Linked DNA regions of Acanthopagrus latus: region 1 is linked to region 2. The links are chromatin contacts, called in public Hi-C maps. All regions are on one chromosome and are shown on one strand. The core of a region is the stretch at or near the end of the contact, and the rest is flanking DNA. Distances in the headings are between cores, read along the strand shown.

Region 1 (6,016 bases), core at 2,591-5,090, 210 kb before region 2:
TGAAACAATCTCAGACACGACCCCGATGAATGCAAAAGAATCCCAAAACATCTGGTGGATAATGCATTGTAAAGGTCGGCTATGTTTGTTGTACCAATGTGACCACCTTACAATATCAGTTCAACTGTACATCCACATTTTCTAGAGTACAAAACATTTTGAGAGGCAGGAAGCTTGCAAACATTTGTTATTTTACACACTTCCTTTACACACACCCGACCTGAACTGAAGTGCTTTGGACAGTAGCTCCACTAAGTATCTGCCTCCTTTATAATGTTTTTACCAGACCGAGGTGCAGGAACACAAAAAGTGTCATGTTACCAATTAGACCAATGAGAGCCTCGTCTGACAGGCTGAGCGATGACACCACACGCAGATTAACTGTTTTAGAGGCTTTTCCCAGAAACCTTTACAGCTTGGCCTTTCACCTCGGGCCCTCACAGAAGTATGGACAGCTTGTTTCGGGATGATATGCCCCCACAGCAAGAACACACACTTGAGCATGCTTTTGCTGAGGAAGTGTTTAACGTTCACGGGAAAGTTCCCTTCTACCCCTGTGATGTGGACTTTGGAGAACATAAGTTGGCTTTCGCATTGCAGATAGTATTCCTGTTAATTTGGAATACTTTAAATCAGAAGACCTCCTGAAACACTAGTTGACCCATGAATCATAGTCGAATCTGCCCTTTTTTTTTTTTCTTTTGTTTTTGGAGCTAACTTGTAAGTATAAGCCTGAATTGGAAAACAGCATCTGAAAAGTTTTCATTTAATAATAACAAGGAGTTAATACCCCTTCGGAGAGTCCACTATGTCTGTGTAAAGAATGCCTCCTGTCCTGATATGTGTGAGTGGAACAGACGCTCGGATAACTCAAGAAAAGACCGTCCAGCCGAGAAGGGATGCCTGCAGCATGCCTCACAGTCCCTTCGGCCACGGGGGTTGGAGGTCACACAGGTGTCCTTGTGGTCACTTCTTTTACTGGTTCTCAGATATAGACATTCAACCAGTCAGACACCAACAGAGCTGCTCCCTCACACCCTCTCATTGCTAAGTCATGACTTGGCCTGGCATGGGTATGTACAGCCTATTTATGGTGCCACTACCAGTGTGAGTCCCTCTTGGAGCAGATGTCTGAGCTTTAGGAATGCTGAGCAAGGTTATAATATTAAACCATGACTGATTGAAGCTAAATATATAAATATGAAGATTTCCGGTCATTTCTTCCCTCAATAAAGGATATTCAGGAATCTAACTGATGCGAAACAGGCACACATTTGCTAGTAACAGCGATACAATGATGTGATGAACTGTCCACCGCCTCTACTTTCCCAGTATGGAAGACACATTCCGTTACTTGGAATACACCTGAACAAAACCATTATCTGTTTAAACATTAAAAACCTTAAGAACACACACAAAAAAGAATGCTGTTTTTTGTATAACTACATGGGTTAATTGACTCATTTATTGGGGAAAACCAAATAGCAAACTCATCATAACACCACTGCCTTACTTCTGTGCTGGACCAGTGAAACAACAGCTGTCACCACTTGGTCTTTCATGTCTAAGTCTGTAAAAAAAGTGACAAGGTTAAAAAAAGGAGCGGAAATTGGCTTCAGTCGGCTAGATGTTGAGATCTGGACCTTGTCTCTCTACCCTTTGCTCCCTCTGAAACCCTACTCGGTGTAAAACAGCCTGCAGGTATCCACACCCAGCAGGACCTGTGATTCTGACTCTCAATCCTCTGACTGATTATTTCCGATGAGTGAGACCTCAGCAGCAGCTGGACGCTGCTACAGACTCTTGATTTGTACCCGATTTCATGGTCCAGGAGCGGCCCACTCTTCTTTCCGCAAGGAGGATTACAGACCAGGACAAATGGCATCACGCATGCATCTGCACAGCTGTTGCCCACCACTCAACACAACATACACCCAGCACGTTTGAACACCGCCTTGATTCAAAACAACAGCAGCTTACTGAAAATGAAAAAAAGAAAAAAGATCAACTGAAAGCTATCAGGTGACACTGCAGGAAGTCTTTGGATTGGGCTGACAGCTGCTGACGTTTAAATTGATTTCACTCTGATTATTCGTCAGAATTTGTAACAGTTTTCTATGCATTACTTGTGAAATGTTTGTACTTCATCATAGCATTAAAAAAACAACTTGTTTATTGGTTTTTCTTTTCAGACAAAACACAAAAATCGTGTTTATCTCACATGTGAGTTTTGCACCTGCTATTTAGCACGTAGCAAATTGTCCAGCCTGAAGGAAAAAGTAGGGACTTGAGATTGCTTTGAGATGATTGGTGACATAGACTCACTCATTAAAGGAACAATCCACCAAATATATTGTCATGTTTTCAGCCACTGTATCATGACATTATGTTTATATTGAAGATCATATCAAGGTCCAGATGAACTGACAGAAATATCTTTAGCCTAATGTCATTACAGTCTTTGGTTAGTGCACTGTGACTAACTGGTTTGCCCTGTGGCTGTGTGAGCAATCAATCATCCCTGCAGATTTTCGGTGAATTTCTCCACAATCAATTTTGCATGGAATATGAAAATGGAACACAAAAGCAGCTTAAATTCACCGCTTTTGACCACATGGACACTGAAACTTTGCGGACACTTTTAGCAAGGTCAGGGACACTTCGCTGAGATCTGAAATATGAATTCCCACAGCTTCACAACATCTGCAGCATTTAGACTGAATTATAGAGCACAACAAAGCAAAGGCTTCCCTCAGGAATCACTGGAGGCCAACTCACTCAACCTCCCAACCTGGGCTCCATTACTACTCCAAACAGAGCAAAAGACTGATGATGGCTGGAAGTGCTGTTGGTAATAAGTCAGTTTACATTGTCATCCATTTTAGATTTCACAATGGCGTCTGCTGACAGGGGCTACTAATGATGCCCCGAGCCCCTCTGTACACATCTGGAGTCTCGTCCTCCTCAGAGCACTTCATCATCCCCTTCCCAACTGGAATGAAGTGTTTAGATCAGCCGTAACCTTGTGATTGCACAGCAAGTTCGGTGCCTCTATTGATGAAAAACTGGTAGAAGACATCGCTCAGGTAAAAGCATAAACTGTATATTTTCAGGAGTGGGGCAGCTAAAAAGCCATTTTCTAAGCAGGATCACACTCTGAAGGGGCAAGGAGTGAAGAATCTTGTGCTGAAATTGGGGGTTTGGCTGTTGACAACTGTATTATGGTTTAGTTGTGTGTTTGTACTGCACACCACAATGTAGTGGCCAAGAGTAAATTAAAAAAAGTCTGAATCTAGGCGTGTTTAGCCAGGGAAGAGAGAAGGATGTGTCACATGATCCCAGTACCTTTGCAGCAGCCTATCCAATCCATTTCCAGTCACTTGGTATTGACATTTTTTACAGCAATCAGAAAGTGGGGAGGGATACACTCCCAACACTACCTCCATCGCTCAAGCACCTTTGCTCTTTTATAGAGTCAAACGTTTAACTAAATCAACTAAAGATAACATCGTCCACAGTCCACATGATAAAGACAGCTTTAACTTTTCTTATTTTGAGACCCTTTCATCGACAGGCGGCTCACACTGGATATAAAACAGAAAACAAACACAAAGCAACTGATAATGCTCAAATAAATCAGCATATATAGTTCATTTTAGTCCACAGCAGCTACAAAGACACATGATTTTTCTTACCTGACAAAGCAGAGTACCCAGCACACACACCATCACCATCCTTGCCGCCATCCTTAGTGCCTGCACTCAGAAACTCAGAAGCATGTACAGACCTCTGATGGCTCAAAGATCTGATGCTGCTCCACTAAGAACTGGGCTCCTGAGTGGCTCGACCCTGAAACCTGTCCCTTTCTCGCCTTTCTTTCTCTCGGTCCTCTTGCACTTGCAGTCCCTCTCCCTCTCTTTGCCTCCTTTCCTCTCCCAGCGTTTGTCTCTCACGGCTCCTCCCTGTCCATGGCTGGGGTATGTCTCACAGTCGTGGGGTAAGGGGGTTAGAATTTCAGCAGCGGCCCTCCCATGTACCCCAGCACATGTGCTGTCACTCAGAGCGAGACAGAGAGGCAGAGAGAGATGAAGAGAGAAGCAGGGCAGCTGTTGGTGGTGTAGACAGAAACAGTGTCTGCACCAGTTAAAAGTAGGTAAACTTTATTAAACACTTTATTCAAAACGATGGCACTTTATGGGGAGACAAAGGAAGAGGCGGGGAAGAGGAATAATGGTCCAAAACCCAAAGATGCAAGAGAAACAGAAACAAACAGAAGCTGAACCAGAGACTATTTAATTTGCTGTATAATTTAGTAACAAACTTTAACAGTTGTGTTGATACCCTCAAAGCAAATCTTCTATCAATTTAGATTTAAGTTATACCACTTTGTTGACAATTATAATTAAAGACTTAGTGTCAAACATCTATCTCCATTTATGATAAGCTGTCATACTAACAATGGACTGCTTTCTGTTTCTGTTAAAACTGAGAAATCAAAATCTGCCACAAAAATGACTTCAGTATTTTCTTGACCACAGTCCACATCGATCTGTTTCTGTCTTTGGGCATCCGTTGCTGCCATACTGAGAGGAAACCAGCGGTCCTTTTTTCACTTCCAGGCCCCACTTAATGGCATAATGTACTCAATTTCAATTCAACTCAATAGGCTTTATTGTGACATTTGACATATGTTGCCAAAGCACAGTTGTGATTGTCAAAGACTATGTCAAAGGACAAGTTCAACCGACAGTGAAAATTCATTAAGTCATTATGTACTTTTGTAATGTTGCTGTGAGAAATTTTTTTCAAATCAATTTGCGATCTCAGTGTTTCCAGAGACTTAGATAACATACGACGAGCTGAACAGACCCATTTTCTTTATTTATGCTTTAATGCAAGTCCCCATCTACTTCAGTTGTTCGGGAGAATGCTACAATGATGTTTTGCTGTGAAGCTCCAGGAATGTTTAGTGGACTACAAAACTTCCATCGGCATGGAGGTGAGAAGATAACAATTTCATTTTCATATTTTGGGGTGAACTTATCTGTTAAAGGTCTAGATTTTTTGTTTCCTAACTCATCAAAAAATAACGCTTAGCTTTACAGTCGCTAGTGCAAAATAACAACATAAAAACTCTTGTGTTTAAAGTCTTACGTAGCTTGGCGCTTGTTTTCTTCTTAAATCCTTCTTGTCCGGATCAACCCTCATGTCATAAGGCCACATACATAACCTCCCTGTCCAGTCGGTCTGTGTTGTGCCCTCGCACATTCAGAACATGACTGGACTCTTTGATCTCCTGCTATTTTGAACACTGTCAAAGCAGAAGATGAAGATATATGGTGCTCCATGGGTGATGTCAAAAGCAGAGATTGCCATGTCTGCAATGCTTAAAATTTGATTGAAACGTGGCCATGACTGATGAGAGTTTTAGGCAACCATCTCTGTTGCAAGAAGGTGGAAAAACAGAGTGAGACTTTAAACTTCTCAGGGGAGAAACAACCAGCAGGAAAGATGTGTTTGGCATTAAGAGACGCTAGACGTGGGGGTCCAGATCCCTCAACAATACTTTCAACACCCTATCAGCAAGTCTGCTCACAGGTCGAAGGTCGATACGGATCTTTAAGAGATAAACAACTGCGGACCCCGTCGGCTTCTCTCTCACAGCAGAGACTTGCAGGACAGATGTTAAAAAACAAAAAAGTGATGTAACAAGACTGTGTAACGGTGACTGTGGTCATGCTCTAAGGGACAGAACTTTTGGACCCTGAGTATGTCTTAGAGAACTAGGGGGTAGATTATGACTTCTGTCCTGGTGGATGGATACTCGGAAAACCCCCTTGCAAATTGGATTCAGACAAGTATCGTGGTTGGTAAGCAGAAAGTGAAGCGGAAAGCTTCATTTCCTTTGTCCCCTTTATTCCAGGAATGTATCTCAAAACTGGGCACAGTGGCTGCTAAAATCAACTAAACATTTCTCCTATAGGCTAAAATATAAGGTAGAAAAATACCATATTGT
Region 2 (6,020 bases), core at 731-3,230:
AATGTTTTTAATCTGTGTGCACGTGCTGTAGTTCATGGAGCATGCTCTTGAAGACGGAGATGGAATTTACCCGTTTACATTTACTCAAGTGCAGCAGTTTAGTACAATTGAAGGTACTTGTATTTGTGCTGCTACTTTATACTTCCACTCACTACATTGTGGAGGCAAATATTGTAGTTTTCACTCCGCTACATATCACAATAAATAACACTAAAGTTATATGTATAACATGTAACTTTATTTGCTAACTTTAGTCACTGGTTACTTTGTAGATTACATGCTGCACCAGAGCCAAAGTAGCACATTTTTACTTTCATTTATTTCATAAGCAATCAGATAAAAGAAACAATCATTCTGATAATTGGTTAACCAGCAGTATAAAGTATCTACATACATGTAAATAAATGCATCATTTACTTTTACTTTTGATACTTAAGCTTGTTTAATGTCAGATACTTTAAGTCTTTTACTCAAATACTGTACATATGGGTTACTTTAATTTTGACCAAAGTACTATTTTAAAACTATATCTTTACCTTTTATAACACTGTGTATACATACTGCATGTTTGAGTATCAGCAGGGCTGATCACTGGATCAAATGTTCATCTTTCTTCTTGATGATCACAATCTACTGGTTACTACAGATTACATGCTGCACCAGAGTGAAAGCAGTGCATGTTTTTAACTGTATTTTATCTAGTCAGCATAGAAAAATTCACTGATTTTGATAATCATAAAGGAAAGATGAATATCTGACGTAATGATCAGCCTGGAGGGTAACTGATTGTACAGTGTATATATACACAATGATGTTAAAGTAAAAAAGTCAAGATATTGTTTTAGAATAGTATTTTGGTCAAAGTAAAAGTAACACATACTTGAGTGAAAGAGTTAAAGTATTTGATATTAAACATACTTAAGTATCAAAAGTCCAAGTAAAAGTAAATCATACAGTTATTTACATGTATGTAGATACTGTATACTATGAGTTGACTGATTATGAGAATGATTGTTTCTTTTATCCGATTGCCAACAAAATAGATGAATTTAGAAATGTGCTGCTTTGCCTCTGGTGCAGCATGTAATCTACAAGGTAACACACAAGTAACTAAAGTTAGCGACTGAATGCAGGGGAGGAAACAGTCTCCAATGTGCCTCGAACATGTAGTGGAGTGTAAGTATAAAGAAGCAGTAAACGGAAATATTCAAGTGAAGTAAAAGTACCCATAGAGTACAGTACCTGGGTAAATGTGCTCAGTTAAATTCCTTCACTGTAATTCGATGAATGTAAATAAATGTTTAGTTTACATTTACTTTTGATACATCAGATACCTTTATGCTTTTACTCAAGTATTGTTTGCATGAGTGACGTCAACTTTTACTGATGTAACATTTTAGCCTGATATCTCTAATCTTTTTATTCAACATGATGACACCGGATGTGTTGACGTGCAGTGAGACGCGTTTATTTTGAGACCTGCTCTCTATTTTGCAGATAGTCGGCCTCCTGTCAGCTGGGCTGCTGTGTGTCGACGCTTACACACTCTTCAAGAACATCACGTTCAACAAGCCGAGGAGCGAAACCCAGAGTCAAGACAACAAGTGACCACATCAGTGACAGTAAAGGCGCAGCCCGCAGTGTACCGCGCATTCATAAGATCATAACTGATGACTTTCCATTGGGCTCTGAAGCGGGAATAATCGAGCTGATCGCAAACTGCGTGCAAAGTGTTCGTCATAGTTCAGATTCCAGCTGTTATTCGGACTGTAAAGATGTTTATTATTATTATTATTATTATTATTATTATTATTATTATTATGTGGAAAATATTCGCTGACCTAAATCTCACAGCAAATGTCAATAAAGATTGTTGTCCGCCCCGTGTGACATCATGAGTTGGATATTTCCACTGAGCGGCTCAGGATTGTGTAGTATGCAGCTTTGTGTGTGTGGGGGGGGCGCATCGCATTTCACATCTGGAGAAAGCAGATGTGCGCTTTTTTGGAGCTCGCGCTGCGTTTCCGCGCTGTCATTGTTTCCGTTTCCACCTCCGAGAAGACTCACGCCTCCACACATCTCTCTCTTTTTTGTTTTTTTTTGCACTAAATCCGCTACGCTGGGTTTGGGACTTGTCTGAAGTTTTGAGGAGAGTTCAAATCATCTTTTTTTTTTTTTTTTTCCTCTAACCATGGGGGACATCGAGGCTCCCGACTCGAACCGGCCACGCCAGTCGGTCCTGCTCTCTATTCTTCCGACCAAAGAGTTCGCCACCTCACGGAAAGGCTCGCTGCTTATTGCTGAAGTGGTAAGAAATGACCGGAGGAGGAATCACCGCTGAGACGAGCCAAACTGTTTCTGTGCTGTTGTTTCCGCCTGATGCGCACTCAAGTCGAAGCGCGCTGCGTCCTTTTTTTATTTGACTTAATATGGCAGCGATAGCTTCGCGCAGCTTTAATGCACATTTAACCAACTTCGGCAGACGGTTCCGACTGTCATTCGGATTGTAGGTCAGTCGGTTCCCGTCACAAGGTTTCCATTAGTTACGGGTGGAGCGGCGAGAGTTTATAAGCAGCTGTGAAGTAAACTAATAAAACTCGGAATATTAATTCCAACGTTTTTTACGCATGGACACGCCGCCCAGCGCCATTCATTGTTAACAGTCCTCCACCCTGAGTGACCAAACTGCATAACAGAGCTTCTCTCAGCCTCTCAGTTGTGTTAATGCGTGCATCATCAACTTAAAGTCCATAGAACTACCTCTCTCGTCACCTTTTTAAGCAATTATATAAATCTAAGTCAAATATTCAGAACAGGAACTGACGGACTGTGTCTGTCTGTCTGTCAGTCTGTCTGTGTGGTGGTGGTGAGTCCTCCTGCTGTTAACTGAGTTACTGTATGAACCCTCACATTTGTGTCATGTGGCATTCGGCTCATGTGGGGCTCTGAGAGAGCAGTCATCCTCCCCACAGTCACATCCTTCACTCTGCTGCCACAACTTATAGCCTGCAGCTCCTGCCTCACACACACACACACACACACACACACACACACACACACACACACACACACACACACACACACACACACACACACAATACAGCCTCTTTACTGATACTCAACAATGTGACTGTGATCTTCAGCCCGAGGCTAAAAATGCTTCCCATAGAAGTAAACTGAAAGCCCACTGGCCTCCTCTGCTCAGCAGCAGTTCATGGAGGTGAGGGTGCACAGCTGGTTTGAACATGCACAGAGTGAAGTGCTGTGCAGGGTTTCTGTCGTGATGACGTCGAAGACCACGCAAACACACCAATACCAGAGGAAATAAGTAAACTTTTAGGAGCTTGAAGAAAAAGAATGAAGATGATGATGTTTCACACATCTAACAAAAGTATTTGAATTTAATGTGGCTGTTATTTAAGTCATTATCGACCGTCTTAACTGATCCTGAGACAGACTGTGTCATTATGTGCGTGTCTTACCACCTCTGCTCGTGTGCTTTCTGGGGGGAAACCCAGCTGTGTGTGTGGTCAGAGTGTGTGGTAGCACAGGATTTACTGTACCATCTTTAATGGTCCGTCTGGTCGAGTGCCTTCTGTTAGCTTTAACCTCTAAGGCAGGGCTGCACAAAGTGAGTGGATTAGGCCCATCAAATGTTTCAAGCAAAAAGACATTAATTGAAATTGATTAGAAAAATTGTAAATCGCAGTTATATTTTGTGAGATAATAATGCTCTGTTATGATGAAGGATTATTGTTTTGGCAGAAAGATACAACGACAACAATACGTGTTTGCCCTTGGCCCTTGGCGCACCCTTAAGTTTTAGTGTTGGCCCTAGTAAAAAGTTCTTTTAAGGGGTCAGTTCAAATGCAAAATTATGAAAGAGTATTTCCTCATTTAGCAGCTGTAGTATATAACCATGCACATTTTGGTTTTATTTATCCATTTACTGAGATATCCATCGCTGAGATTTCTGCTCCCACTTTAAAGAGTGCCAATCATTGGTGACAGATTTCATTTAAAAAACTCAAAAGTTATGATTTAACCACCATAATTGAAGCTTTTAGATAAAGATAGATGTTTGGAGTGCCCAGATTGCCTCTGTTTATTTGTTTTTTTGTTTTGTTTTGGGTTTTTTTAGCAGTGCCTACCTAAAAATATGTCTGGGGAATCCACAGAACAGATGAACTTCTCTATATATGACTATAAATACCTGACAAGTAAAAGTGTTACTTCACATCAGGACCATGATATGTAACACAATCTAGCGGTACTGAAAAACAGTTTTGGTCATAGATTTGCAACATTACCCATAAAAATGTAATTATACAACCACAGGTGTTAAGAGGACAGTTGCCGCTGTACAACAGTCAGGCTGTGGTAACATTTCTGACAGTGTACAAATCTTTATTGTTTCGTAGTTTACTGTCATGGCCAAGCCTTTACTGAAACCATTTCTATTTCAAATCTCTGCCAAGGAGGTTGTGTTTTCACCCATGTCCGAATTGTTGGTTGGTTTGTCAGCAGGATTACCCAACATCTACAGAATGGCTTTTCACAGTACTTAGACAGAGGATGGGTCTCGCATGAGTCTTGATAAAAAAAATGTTAAAAAAAAAATGTTAAAAATCAGGCCTAATTACAAGGGCTGGCTGATATCTATGAGTGTGTACAAAGGGGACTGTTGACTCAACTAATGGCCACTCCAGTTACTGCAGACTCTGTCACCCTTGAAAACAGCTGACAATGAGCTCTGTTCATTATCCAAACTGTGTAATTTCTCGTTGCTGTGACCCCGACAAAGAGAGCATCTCCATTGTATTCGACTTAGACACGAATAAAATGTGAAATGAAAGTTAAACCTCCCACTTAGATTTCACTAGATTGAGACTGAGTGAATTGTCCCTTTAAAATGCCAACTGTTGTGCTCAGAAACAAATGTTCAAGTACTAAATGGTGGTCCAAGGGTGCGGCACAGTTGCAAATTGTTTTGAGCTACTATTCATGCCCCTGGTATCTACTGTATGTCTGCTATGTGAGTGTGCAGCCTCCCTGCTGTAAGCTATTCTTCTTGAAGTAGCCACTGGCATCCACCATTTTATTGTCTTGATATCATTTAAAGCTTACAGGCAGTGTGATATCAGCCCACAGTCCCTGGACTCAGCTTCCACGGAGAGTACAGCCTGTAGCGTTGCCATTCTTGTGTGTATTAGTCAGACACACAACCTGCTGAGCATGCATTATTATACACAGTGTGTCAGACCACCACGTACTTCTCATTAGGATTCTCGGTCTCAGCCAGCAACAGGCCCGATAAGGAATGTGAAGTCGCAGCACACTGATTGTGCCAAAAAAAAAAAAAAAGCAGACTTTTTTTGTAGCGTTTGAAATGTTTTCAAAATGCAAACAAGCTGTTAACAAATGGGACGGGTGTGAAAAGTGTGCCTCCTCCCTACGAAGTGAAACTTTGGCAGGATTCTTAGCTGAGTATGTAATGTGTTCCTGTGGGGTTTGTGTGAGTTTGAAGGCCCCCTGTCAACCCTGAGCCAGCTTCAGCACCTTTCAACGCATCCTCATACCTGAATAACTGAACAGGCCGCTCTCACCGGCCCTGTAACAACATGACGGTTGCAGCAGAGCAGCGACTGTTTGGTTCAGGTTCAAACTACTTGGTCTTAGACATTACGTCAGTCTTAAACACGCCTATGTTATGTCCTTAACCTCAGTTTGGTTATGTACATGATGTCTCTTTACATCGATAGTAAGTTCACATTACCCACCATTGACTTTTGATTATATTATGGATGGAAAATGTTGGTCTCCTGGGTCAAAGTCCTGTGCTTGTCTGACTTGGGATCTTACGGTGTGTTCCATTTCCATCTTGGATTTTGAGTTGAGGGTTGGTAAGGTGCATCTGACTTTCCGAGTCTGCAGTCTGACTTCAGGGGCGTTCTAGCTTAAAGTTGACTGGAAAATCTGGAAAGTCCATCTTCCAACTTCAAAAGCTGTAAAAGGAAAGC

What was found. A called contact is a pair of places that touch in the nucleus more often than the background predicts.
Region 1: a Hi-C map of muscle shows a contact between it and region 2, with 3 times the contacts expected there. The contact joins the promoter of cdh15 here to the promoter of cmtm3 in region 2. A contact is called at or near these places in 2 of 4 Hi-C or Micro-C datasets (liver and muscle).

Annotation. Positions count from the first base shown.
Region 1 is chr4:18,362,478-18,368,493 of fAcaLat1.1, reverse strand. cdh15 (cadherin-15) reads right to left here and starts at 3,840. Exons shown (of 14, transcript XM_037095683.1): 1 at 3,696-3,840. The coding sequence starts at 3,746.
Region 2 is chr4:18,147,705-18,153,724 of fAcaLat1.1, reverse strand. It overlaps cmtm3 (CKLF-like MARVEL transmembrane domain-containing protein 3), which reads left to right and starts at 1,980. Exons shown (of 5, transcript XM_037096827.1): 1 at 1,980-2,308. The coding sequence starts at 2,192. It overlaps LOC119018249 (proteolipid protein 2), which reads left to right. Exons shown (of 4, transcript XM_037095764.1): 4 at 1,498-1,890. The coding sequence ends at 1,608.